Linked DNA regions of Ovis aries: region 1 is linked to region 2. A link is a contact called in public Hi-C data. All regions are on one chromosome and are shown on one strand. The core of a region is the stretch at or near the end of the contact, and the rest is flanking DNA. Distances in the headings are between cores, read along the strand shown.

What was found. Hi-C and Micro-C count contacts between places; a contact is called where the count stands out from the background.
Region 1: a contact with region 2 is called in a Hi-C map of hypothalamus, with 5 times the contacts expected there. The contact joins the promoter of UBE2R2 here to the enhancer-like site in region 2. A contact is called at or near these places in 11 of 16 Hi-C or Micro-C datasets (blood, hypothalamus, liver and 4 more).

The regions. Positions count from the first base shown.
Region 1 is chr2:37,685,718-37,692,431 of ARS-UI_Ramb_v3.0, forward strand. UBE2R2 (ubiquitin conjugating enzyme E2 R2) reads right to left here and starts at 3,355. Exons shown (of 4, transcript XM_042243095.2): 1 at 2,585-3,355. The coding sequence starts at 2,761.
Region 2 is chr2:37,643,210-37,649,369 of ARS-UI_Ramb_v3.0, forward strand. All of the region lies in intron 1 of UBE2R2 (ubiquitin conjugating enzyme E2 R2), which reads right to left. Among named protein-coding and RNA genes, the nearest start is that of UBE2R2, 43 kb to the right of the region's middle. Within about 2 kb of position 1,657, at least 8 of the 54 cell types and tissues checked have an H3K27ac peak or open chromatin away from gene starts, as enhancers often do. A contact at or near this core is called in hypothalamus, where this site is marked.

The DNA.
Region 1 (6,714 bases), core at 2,105-4,604, 44 kb after region 2:
AAAATAAAAATAAAAAAATTTTAAATTAAAGAAACTGGACAAAAAGATAATGAGGCCAAAGAAGAGTTTATAACATGCAGAGAGTCAGACACAAGAAACTACTTTTGCCCACCATACATCTATATTCCTCTCGATCCCCAATCATACAGATTCAAGATATTTGAAAAATAAGTTGAAAAAACAAATTTTGAAATACAGGTCTCACAAGTCTATTACAACAGATGCCACAGTTAAAACAGACTAGGGTCAACTATTTCATGGTGAATAAGATCAGTTAGAAGTCTATTAATATGTAAAAGGTAAAGGAGTTAAATTATGAAAAATTTAAAATGACTGGCAGCCCACTGCCTTTGGAAACTATAACACACCATCAAGAAAATAGTTTCACTTGGAAATAAATTACATTAAATGTTCAAGAACCACCATTTGATCAGGGAGAATAATAGTAGAGAAAGATCTGTGCCAACTTTTAACTGCAGCTGTAGTAGACACACTAAAAGCCTTGTTTCACAAAAGCAGTGAAATAAAAAACAATGGTTTTAAACCTGTCACCAGTGTTAACTGCTCATGACCATAAATTTGCCTTTTCCAATGAAAGACTTTGGAATAAAAAGCCATTTAAAAAAGAAAAAAAAAAGGAAGACGAGAACAAAATTGAACAAAATTCTCACATACCACTAAAACACCAAATCTGTTTAAGAATTTTCATACATTTTTTACATGTCACAAAAGTAAAAAAATATACATCTAAACATACAACAAAACGAGATTCTTTTTAAATAAGATTGAATTTAAAAAGCAGTTAATTTAAATCAGTGCATGCTTCAAGGAATCCTCCTTCCATATTACCTATGCCAAACTGAGAGGGTTCACCACACTCCATTCTCAATTACCTAAGCAAAACTATTACCATTTTAAACCCATTATTTCCTTTGTTTGTTGTTGTTTGTTTTTAATGCATTGCCTAGGAGTAAGATAATTCTAACTAGTAACCATTTATCCTGACAAGTGATTGTCCCAAATAATGATACTTTTTAGAAATTAAACTTCATTTCACTAAAATTAGCCAGTAGATTTTGCAAGTATTTTCCTCTGAAGAGTACAGTGTATGGTTGGTATATACAATATTCTAAATACTAAACGCATGCTTCTAATCAGCTATTAAGTGACTATCACAGACATGAATAGTAAACATTCCACAATCAATTCTTCACATTTATACAAAACAGACCCAATCTCAAGCCTGAAACTGAGGCTTCTACCTTTAGAAGAGTAGAAACTAAACTAACTGGGCAGTCCTTAAAAACACACGTAACTACATGACTAAGATACTCATTTAAAACTTATGCCAAGATAGCCCCTCCCTTCAAAACAAACTAAGACTGACTCACAGACCTATTTTACTTAATTTTGGAAATAAAAAAAATTAACTTAAAAGAATTCTTAAGTACTCATTTCCTCTCTGTCCCCCATCATTTAAAACTTCGACCTTCAATCTGTGATTTTCCCCTTAAAAAATGGTTAAATAAAAACAAAAACAAAAGACCCTCAATATTTCCAACTATCTATTTGGAAACTGAAAAAACTACTGGATTCAGGAATGATAAAAACCACTGTTCTAACATCTTGGAAAACAATAGAAAGTATAACTACGGTCGCTAAGGATCGGTCCTACTTTGTGAAACCATCCCACCGCAGATGTCACTCTTCACCTGTGAGACCACCCCCCTCTCCCCGTTTGCTAGAGTTAGCCATCTAAGCAAAAGGTTTCAATTTTGTCTCCCTGAAGTGGGAAATCATCAATCTCCCTATACAACATGTTCCGCCCTCAGTGGATATTTCTACACGGGAGGCCGGGGAAGGCGGGGGTGAGTGCAGTAAAGTTGGTGGCAGGGTGAGGACAAAGGGCATTTTGAAACAGCATTGAAGTAAATAGAAAATGAGGACAGAAAGAGGGCTAAATTCGAGTTCCCTCAAGTGGCTGATGGCAAGAAAACGCAGGCGCCCTTGTTTACCACCCCTAGGGTCCTATTCTCCATTACCACCCACTGGAATGCGAAGTTGGAACCACCACTATATGCAAGAAGCCCTCAAATCCCCAAAATGTCAGGTCAGTAGGCAGCCTCTGGAATGACAGGCCGATACCCCTCCCCCACCCTCCTACCCCACCCCCCCACCCCCAAAAAAAGGTCCAATCCCGTAAGTGCAGGTCACTCTGCCCTCTGGGGTAGTTCCAGCCGGCGCAGAGATGGTTCTGATGGGAGGCCGTGGGGGATCCCTTTCTTTCCGTACACCCTCGGCGGGGGAAACAAAACAAAGACCTCCCCCCTCCTCCTCCGGTAGCCACTACCCTAGCCACAGAGGCTTTCCTATTTCCCGGTGCAGGCTGGCCTCCCGCCCCCGCCCCCATGACAAAGAAAAGGCACCGGGTGAGCAAGCGAGGCCTTCCTGCCTCCACGGATGGGGGGAGGGGGCTGCAGAGGTGAGGAGCCCCCTCCGCTCCCCCGCGCTCCCACTCTCGGCCGGGAAAACAGCCGAAAACTGCGGCCTCCGCCCGGGGAAGCCTGAGCGGGGTTGCGGGTACCTTGAAGTAGCCGCCTTCGTAGAGCGTGTTAGGGGGTCCGAAGATGGCAACCTCCCAGTTGTAGAGGTCGGATTCATCCACCAGGGTGATCCGGAAGCCCTCCACCGGTTCCTCCTGCAGGGATTTCAGCTCGAGCATCAGGGCCTTCTGCGAACTGGTCATCTGCTGCTGGGCCATCGCGGCGGCGGCGGCGCCGGGCCGGGGCCCCAGTCCTCACGCACCAGCCGGGCCGGACCAGGCCCCTCCCCTCCGCTCTCCCTCTGCCGGGCCGCTCCGGGCCCCTGTCTTCACACACCCGGCGGCCCGGACCAGGCCCCACACGGCCCGTGGGCCGGCCCGGTTCCTCCTCACACACGACGCGGGCCGGGCCGGGCCCTTCTCCTCACACTCGGGCCGGGGTGGGGGGAGGGGTGGAGAGAGTTGAAATTCGCTCCGGGTCTCGGGCCTCCCCCCCCCGGAGGGGGCCTCAACTTGGTTGGCGGTGGGGGGGGGAGAAGAGGTGGAAGCGGAGGAAGGCGGCGAAAGGCCGGCGACGGTGAGGAGACCGGGCCGGGATGGCCCGGGAGCGCCGCGCTCGCTCGCTCTCTTGTTCTCCTCGGGGGCCGCCGGGGCCGAAGGGCGCGAGGGGCCGAAGGGCGGGGGAAGCGCGACACGCGGGGGTCTCGCGGCTGCGGCGGCGGCGGCGGCGGCGGCTGCGCGGGGGGAGGGGCGACGGCGGAGGAGGAGGAGGAGAAGAGCGAGAGCGCCTCGCGCCGCGGGAGCGACGAAGCTGAGAAGAAGAAGGGAGGGAGGAGGGGCGCGCGTCGGGAGGGAGGAGGGGCGCGCGTCGGGAGGGAGGGCGGCTCTTGGCCGAGAGCGGCTCTAGGCGGCGAGCGACGCGACGCGCGTGCGCGCGCCCCTCCCTCCCTCCTCTCCCTCCCCACCTCCTCTGCCCCTGCCGCCCTCCTCTCCCTCCTCCCCCTCCTACTCCTCCCACTTCCCCGCCTCCTCTCCACCACCCCGCCAGGTGGCGGCGCTTTGTGACGCCGGCGCGCGTCCCCCGCCCTTAAAGGGCCAAGCGGCAGTGGGGGGTGACGGTGAGGCCGGGGTTTGAGGGTGGCCCCTGGGGGTGCCCTTGTCCCCAAAATGATGGTTGTGCGGCTTGACGTTACGTTTCCAAAGGCGCGCCCCGGAAGGGACCTCTGTCCTAGAGCTGTCATCGCCCTCCTCCCCCTACTTGTACCCTCAGGCCTCCCGCAGTTGTCTTCCTAAGAGCCCTGATCCTCTACAGGCCTAACGTCCCCTCCCCACCCCGCCGTAACACACGGTCTGTCGTCCCAGCACTCAGTAGGTGCTTGACAAGGATGTGCTGACAGTGCGGGTTTTGTCGTTGGGAACAAGCGTCCTGACATTTCTACGGATCCAGTCCTCATGCCATTGTGTCTTTGGAGAGCAGCGTGTTGCCAACTTAGGGGGTTGAAGTGCAGTTTCCCATCCGAGAAATGGGGAAAGCAGATAGGTCAGTTTCTACTTCCCTTAACTACAAAGAGGAAGCTGTGGGAAATAAAAAGAGAAATAATCATACAGACTGAACCTGGGTTCTTGGCCCTTGCTGTGTGATTTGGGACAAATGCTGTGGCTATCCTCCATTTACCCATTTGTAAAATGAGGTACTTGGTTGAACTTTGACCCCCTGCAGATCTTAGACCTGGGGTTCTTTGAAAATAATCATGAGTGAAGTGAGATGTGGAAATTGTCTACAATCCCATAATTTAGGCCCTGTTTCTCTTTGGAAGGCCTGTCCTATGAAAACTGAACATTTTCTAGAAAAGGCAGGATACTGTGAGTTCCACACATTTAGAATTCTGGGATCAGAAACATCCCTGGTTCCAATCCTGGCTCCACCATTTATATTATATTACCACTTCCTTTTCATCAGCTTCTGTAAAAGAGGTTAATTATGCCTAACATATAAACAATTATAAAAATTAAATCATCCATGTACAGAGTTTAGCACAATGACCAGCATATGGTAAACACTCCATAAATAGGAACTTTAAGAAAAAATGGGAGGGGGATTCAGGGTTGGGAACTCATGTACACCTGTGGTGGATTCATGTCAATGTATGGCGAAACCAATACAGTATTGTAAAGTAAAAAAATAAAATTAAAATTTAAAAAATTAAAAAAATTTTAAGGCATAGTTATATTCTGGTTACCACCCCCTCCATTTTTTAATAGACTTAAAAAAAAAAAAAGCAGAGAAAATAGTACAGATAATTTCCATATACTTGGCATCCAATTTCCCCTTATTAACATCTCACATTAGTGTAGTACATTTATTACAATTAATGAACCAATGTTGATATATTATTAACTAAAATTTTAGTTACTCACATTTCCTTAGATTTTACCTAATGTCCCTATTCTCTTCCAGGATCCCATCCTAGATACTATTTTTTTTTTCCTATATTTAGTTTTCATATTTTATTAAGGCTCCTCTTAACTATGAAAATTTCTCAGACTTTCCTTGTTTTTGATGACTTTGGAAGTTTTGAACAGTACTGGTCAAGTATACTTTAGAATATCCCTCAGGTAGAATTTGTGATGTTTTTCTCATGATTAAACTGGAGTTTGGGCTTCCCAGGTGGCTCAGTGGTAAAGAATCCTAATCTGCCTGTGAATGCATTGAACCAGATGCTGGTTCAATCCTCGGGTCAGGAAGATCACCTGGAGGAGGAAATGGCAGCCTACCCCAATATTCTTGCCTAGAAAATTCTGTAGACAGAGGAGCTTAGCTGGCTACAGTCTGTGGGATGGCAAAGAGTCTGACATGACTGAGCAACTGAGCATGCCCACAGGGGAAGAGATCCCAGGAGAAAAATATTTTCATCACATCATATCAAGAGCACATAATATCAACAATGCTGTACTGATATGCTGATATTGACCTCAATCACCTGGCTGACCTAGTGTGTCAGGTTTCTCCACTGTCAGTTCAGTTCAGTCGCTCAGTCGTGTCCGACTCTTTGTGACCCCATGAATTGCAGCACACCAGGCCTCCCTGTCCATCACCATCTCTCGGAGTTCACTCAGACTCACGTCCATCGAGTCCGTGATGCCATCCAGCCATCTCATCCTCGGTCATCCCCTTCTCCTCCCGCCCCCAATCTCTCCCAGCATCAGAGTGCCTTCCAATGAGTCAACTCTTCGCATGAGGTGTCCAAAGTACTGGAGCTTCAGCTTCAGAATCATTCCTTCCAAAGAAATCCCAGGGTTGATCTCCTTCAGAACGGACTGGTTGGATCTCCTTACAGTCCAAGGGACCCTCGAGAGTCTTCTCCAACACCACAGTTCAAATGCATCAATTCTTCGGCGCTCAGCCTTCTTCACAGTCCAACTCTCACATCCATACATGACCACTGGAAAAACCATAGCCTTGACTAGATGGATCTTAGTCGGCAAAGTAATGTCTCTGCTTTTAAATATGCTATCTAGGTTGGTCATAACTTTTCTTCCAAGGAATAAGCATCTTTTAATTTCATGGCTGCAGTCACCATCTGCAGTGATTTTGGAGCACAAAAAAATAAAGTCTGACACTGTTTCCACTGTTTCCCCATCTATTTCCCGTGAAGTGATGGGACCAGATGCCATGATCTTCGTTTTCTGAATGTTGAGCTTTAAGCCAACTTTTTCACTCTCCTCTTTCACTTTCATCAAGAGGCTTTTTAGTTCCTCTTCACTTTCTGCCATAAGGGTGGTGTCATCTGCATATCTGAGGTTATTGATATTTCTCCCGGCAATCTTGATTCCAGCTTGTGTTTCTTCCAGTCCAGTGTTTCTCATGATGTACTCTGCATATAAGTTAAATAAGCAGGGTGACAATATACAGCCTTGATGTACTCCTTTTCCTATTTGGAACCAGTCTGTTGTTCCATGTCCAGTTCTAACTGTTGCTTCCTGACCTGCATACAGATTTCTCAAGAGGCAGGTTAGGTGGTCTGGTAAAGTCTGGTCTCCACTGTAAAGTTACTCTTTTTACCTCGTTTCTGTCCTAAGAAGGAAGTTACTATGCACTATCCACATGGAAAGAGCCCCTTCATTTTGTTGTTGGTATTAATTTTTTTCTCAGACACAAAGCCTCAATATTT
Region 2 (6,160 bases), core at 407-2,906:
TAAAAGTTGAGAAGCAATCTGATAAAATGCAATTTAAAGACCAAAAAATGCCTTTAAGAGACTAAAAGTATATACATTTATAGACTGGCCAAAACAAGAAAGCTGCATACTGTTAAGTGTTGGCAAAGATAAAACAAACATCATGTACTGCTACTTAAGAGTGCAGATTCATTTCTTCCCTATTCTATTTGCTAGAGAAAAATCCTACACTCTTCAGTAAAGTTAAGTTGGCATCCCTTATAATCCAGCAATTCTGCTCCTTGTTCTATATTCCAAAGAAATTCTCAAAAAGGTATGTAACAAGACCCATATTTGGATGTTCACCATAGCAGTAATGATCACAAAGTAGAAAGTCAATCTGGATGATTATCACTGAAAACGAACAGCTAAATTATGATGGACTCATACTATAATGGGGATGTCCCTGATGGTCCAGTGGCTAAGACTCCATGCTCCCGATGCAGGGAACCCATGTTCAATCTCTGGTCAGAGAACTAGATTCCACATGCTGCAACTAAGAGTCCCACATGCCACAGCTAAGACCTGGCCCAGCCAGATAAATAAATATATATTTGGGCTTCTCAGATGGCTCATTGGTAAAGAATCTGCCTGCCAATGCAAGAGTCTGATCCCTGGATCAGGAAGATCCCCTGGAGGAGCAAATGGCAACCCATTCCAGTATTCTTGCCTGGAAAAAGTTCATGGACAGAGGAGCCTGGTGGGCTGCAGTCCATGGGGAACCAAAGAGTCTGACACAACTGAGAAGCATGAAGCAGCAGCATACTACAATATTAACTGAAGCAATTAGGTATACACAGAGCATGCAGCATGGATGGATCATTAGAACAAACTACTTAGGAGGAAAAAAATTAACATAAAGGAATACATAAAGTACATATACATGAAAACACATTTTATAGGAACAAGAACTTTAAGTTAAGTAGAACAGCTGCCAAATGAAAGTGGAGTTTGGGGATAAAAGGAAAGATATGGCAATAGAAGTATAATTTTTGCACAAACCGGTGACAACAATGGCCATATACTAAGGACTGTGATTTATTCTCCATTAATCTGCATCAAAGATACAAAAAGAAAATTGTTTGTGAATAATCAACATAAATTTGAAAATAATTCAAGAGTGGCAATAATACATAATAGAATTAAAATAGAAAAGCTGAAGACACCATGACTTGCTTTGGAAGAGAGAATTCTTCTACATAGCCAGAACAAGTCCTGAGAGTAGGCCTTAAATAAATACTACCTGAAAGAATCTTTTGCAGTGCTGGAAAAGTTTCTACATAGATTACCTACTCACTTGCCTCATTTCATACATGTCAACTTATCAGAAAGTATAGATATTAAAAGAGAAAATTAAAACCACTGATACTACAGTAAATATATTCACCTACCATTCACCTCTGCCCTAAAAAAGACAACAGTGAGGCCTGGAAGAGAAAACCAGGCCCCCCGTCTCAAAAAGCAAGGAGGCAGAAAACAGTCTTCTCATTCTCAGTATTTGCCCGACCCAATCTCCTAAGATTTTGTCAAACAACCTGGCAACAGCTATCCACACCTAAAACTGGGGCTGACACCAGAAGTCCTAGCCAGCCAAACTGTCTGTTTATATTTATCCTGAAGTGGACAAATGCCACCAGGTGGCACCAAACTGCAGTCATGATCTGATCAGATCAGCATCAAGCAGCTGGATTTTTTGTAACTCCAGGCCAGCTAGAGGCATCTCTTGGGGCTCGGCTAGTAAACAATCCACTTGCAATGTGGGAGACCTGGGTTTGATCCCTGGATTGGGAAGATCCCCTGGAGAAGGGAAAGGCTACCCACTCCAGTATTCTGGCCTGGACGATTTCATGGACTGTATAGTCCATGGGGTCGCAAAGAGTTGGACACAACTGAGCAACTTTCACAGGCCAGCTAGAAATAACACTAGGCTCGTATTTTGTATGATGAAATTTTTGCATCTCCACCTATCTATGGTGGAGTTCTACTACTCACTACCAACCAGATAATCATTCTGAATATTCTAGAATATGACCTTCTAGATTCACATCCCATTTTAATACTTTAATATGCTGCTGCTGCTACTGCTACTAAGTCGCTTCAGTCGTGTCCAACTCTGTGCGACCCGAGAAACGGCAGCCCACCAGGCTCCCCTGTCCCCGGGATTCTCCAGGCAAGAACATTGGAGTGGGTTGCCATTTCCTTCTCCAATGCATGAAAGTGAAGTGAAAGTGAAGTCACTCAGTTGTGTCCAACTCCTAGCAACCCCATGGACTGTAGCCTACCAGGCTCCTCCATCCATGGGATTTTCCAGGCAAGAGTACTGGAGTGGGGTGCCATTGCCTTCTCCATTAATATGCTGCTATATATTAAAATAAAATTAAACAGTATCATTTACACCATTGTAATATGCATGCATATAAATGCATATTTTATCTGAATGCACAGCATTACCCACTGAATAAAACACAAAACTATGAATCCATACAGACATAAATATTAAAAAATTCAAAGTTGAGTAGGAATTGAGACTGGTTCAAAACTAGGGAAGGAATAAATCAAGGCTGTATATTGTCACCCTGCTTATTATTTAACTCACATGAAAAGTATATCATGTGAAATGCCAGGCTGGATGAATCACAAGCTAGAATCAAGACTGGTGGGGAAAATATCAATAACAACAGATATGCAGATGATACCACTCTAATGGCAGAAAGCAAAGAGGAACTAAAGAGCCTCTTGATGAGAGTGAAAAAGGTGGCTTAAAACTCAACATTCTAAAAACTAAGATCATGACATCTGGGGTCGCATTACTTCATGGCAAATAGGGGAAAAATGGAAACAGTGGCAGATTTTTTCTTGGGTCCAAACTCACTGCAGACAGTGACTGCATCTATGAAACTAAAAGATGCTTGCTCCTTGGAAGAAAAGCTGTGACCAACCTAGACAGCATATTAAAAAGCAGAGACACTCCTTTGTTGACAAAGGCTTGTATAGTCAAAGCTACGGTTTTTTCCAGTAGTCATGTATGGATGTGAGAGTTGGACCATAAGAAGGGCTGAGTGCCAAAGAACTGATGCTTTTGAATTGTGGTGCTGTATAAGACTCTTGAGAGTTCCTTGGACAGCAAGGAGATCAAACCCATCAATCCTAAAGGAAATCAACCCTGACTATTCATTCCACAGACTGACGATGAAACTCTAATACTTCAGCCACCTGCTGTGAAGAGCTGTCTCTTTGGAAAAGACCCTGATGGGAAAGACTGAGGGCAGCAGCAGAATGGGGTGACAGAAGATGACGGGGTTAATGGCATCACTGACTCAATGACCATGAGTTTGAGCAAACCCTGGGAGATACAAGGAAGCCTGGTGTATTCTAGGGTCTCAAAGAGTTGGACACGGCTTAGCAACTGAATAACAACAGAAAGTGAGAATGTATGCAGTTTCATAATAGCTTCCAACAAAATACTTATTAATTAAAAGGGGAAGGGTAAAACTTTATAGAACCCTTCTAAGTCACCAGATCTCTCTTAAGTGACCAAAGCGGACATCATCAGTAATGAGACAAATCAAAACCATGTGTCACCCTAAGTAAACATGAGGAAATTTTCCTAACTCAAACTGAAGGATATTCTACAAACAGAATACTGTCAAACCTATAAAGGGCATGCAAGTCCAGAAAAGACTAAGAAGGAATGATTACAGTCTGCAAGAGATTATAAGAGATGGGCAACTACTAAAAGCAACACATGATTATGAACTGGATCCTTCCACTACAAAGAATAACATCAAGATAATTCACAAAATAGAATGGAGCTTGAGGATTAGATGCCAGTAGTGTCTCAATCTTAATTTTGCTACTGTTGACAATTATGATTATGTAGAAGGTTCCAGTTTGTAGGAAATAAATTCTAAAATATTCAGAGGAATAGTGGGACATCAGAGATTGGCAACTTACTCTCAAATGGTTCAAAAAGAAAGCTATAAGTCTGTAACTATTGAAAAAAAATTTTTAACCATTAAAAAAAAAGTACCTACCAAGGATATTCATAAAGTTGCTAGAATGGTTGCCCACGGGATAATGAGAGGGAGAAAAATGGGAATGAGAATAAAAAGAAATGGATACATAAATACATATCAACCATCAAAAGAAAGGTCTAGTATAGGCAAAATAATATAAAGAGCTTTGAACTGAGAAGTATGATTACTTCAATCCTAGGAACAGCAACCAAAAAAAATGGTTTAAATAAATATGTGATTCAGTCTTGGGGTAGGGCTCACCTAATGTGTGGCTTTATGCTAGAAATAGCACAGGAAGTAACTTAAGACTCACTTTCTCTCCATTTATAAAACAGCTACAAGACACTGCTTTTGAGTAGCGGGGACTAGTAGTAAGGGACTAATGTCCCTTTATAAGTTTTATAGCATGTTTGACTTTTAAAACTATATATGTGAGTTATTTTTATAAATGAGAAATTTAAAAAAGGAGCAAGTGTCAAATCAGTAATGAGAAGGTAGTAAAGAATCTAAATTAGGATTTGAAGGATCAAGAGTAAGCCAGAAGTCAGGAATCCAGATTGGCAGTTCAGTTAAGTTGCCAGCCATCAGGACACAGGTTAAACTTGTTATTGCAAAGGGGATCTAAACCATGAGTTCAGCAGCTCACAAATCCAGCTGATATCAGGGCACAGCCAATCTGGTATCACGAGAAGAAAGTAAATACTGGTAACTTAGAAATGAAGTAACTAATGATGGCCTTGTTCCCAGTTTCTGCTTTAATCGTACCTATAGCTGGCTACTGCCACTTTCAACACCCAGAGAATCTGGGCATCCTTAACTCCCAGGGACAACTCTGACTTGATTACTATTTAAAGACCTCAATCCTCAGACTCAGTTGAATACTGAATGGTCTAGACTCCAACCTATTTCATCCAGCCCAAATGCCAAAGCATGCGAACTCTAATGATGAAGTTCTTGTTCTAAAAGTATATTCAGTTTCTGTTATGGCCAATATCTTACTGAAGGCTGTATCTGTCCAAACTCCAGTAGCAGGGATCTATCTGGTCCTCTAACCAAACAACTTTCTGGAAAACCTCTCTTTCTGAACATTCAAGTATCCTGCTTTGGGAGCCAGGGCAAAATTAAGGCAGACAGACTTAATAAGCTAAAGAACCAGGAATCTGTATAACCCTAGACTCAAACTCCCTGCAAGCCTTAGTTTACACACACACACACACAGAGGCATACACCAGAATTCAACATCCATTCTTGACCATTTTTTTAAAAAGTCAGATACTTCAATAGCATAGTAAAAAAAAAAAGTGTGTGTGTGTGTATATATATATATTATGGAATCAAGATTGCCAGGAGAAATAATAACCTCCGATATGCAGATGGCAGAAAGCAAAGAAGAACTAAAGAGCCTCTTGATGAAAGTGAAAGAGGAGTGTGAAAAAGTTGGCTTAAAACTCAACATTCAACAAACTAGATCATGGCATCCAGTCCCATCACTTCATGGGCAAACAGATGGGGAAACAATGGCAACAGTGACAGACTTTATTTTCTTGGGCTCCAACATCACTGCAGATGGTGACCACAGCCATGAAATTAAAAGACACTTGCTCCTTGGAAGAAATCTACAATAAACCTAGACAGCATATTAAAAAGCAGAGACATCACTTTGCCGACAAAGGTCTGTCTAGTCAAAGCTACGGTTTTTCCAGCAGTCATGTATGGATATGAGAGATGGACTATACACAAAGCTGAGTGTCGAAGAATTGATGGTTTTGAACAGTGGTGTTGCAGAAGACTCTGAGAGCCCCTTGGACTGCAAGGAGATCCAACGAGTCAATCCTAAAGGAAGTCAGTCCTGAATATTCATTGGAAGGAGGGACGCTAAAGCTGAAACTCCAATATTCTGGCCACCTGATGCGAAGAACTGACTCATCTGAAAAGACCCTGATGATGGGAAAGACTGAAGGCAGGAGAAGAGGATGACAGAGGATGAGATGGTTGGATGGCATCACCGACTCAATGGACACGAGTTTGAGCAAGTTCCAGGAGCTGGTGATGGACAGGGAAGCCTGGTGTGGGGCAGTCCAGGGCGTTGCAAAGAGGCAACTAAGCGACTGAACTGATACATACAT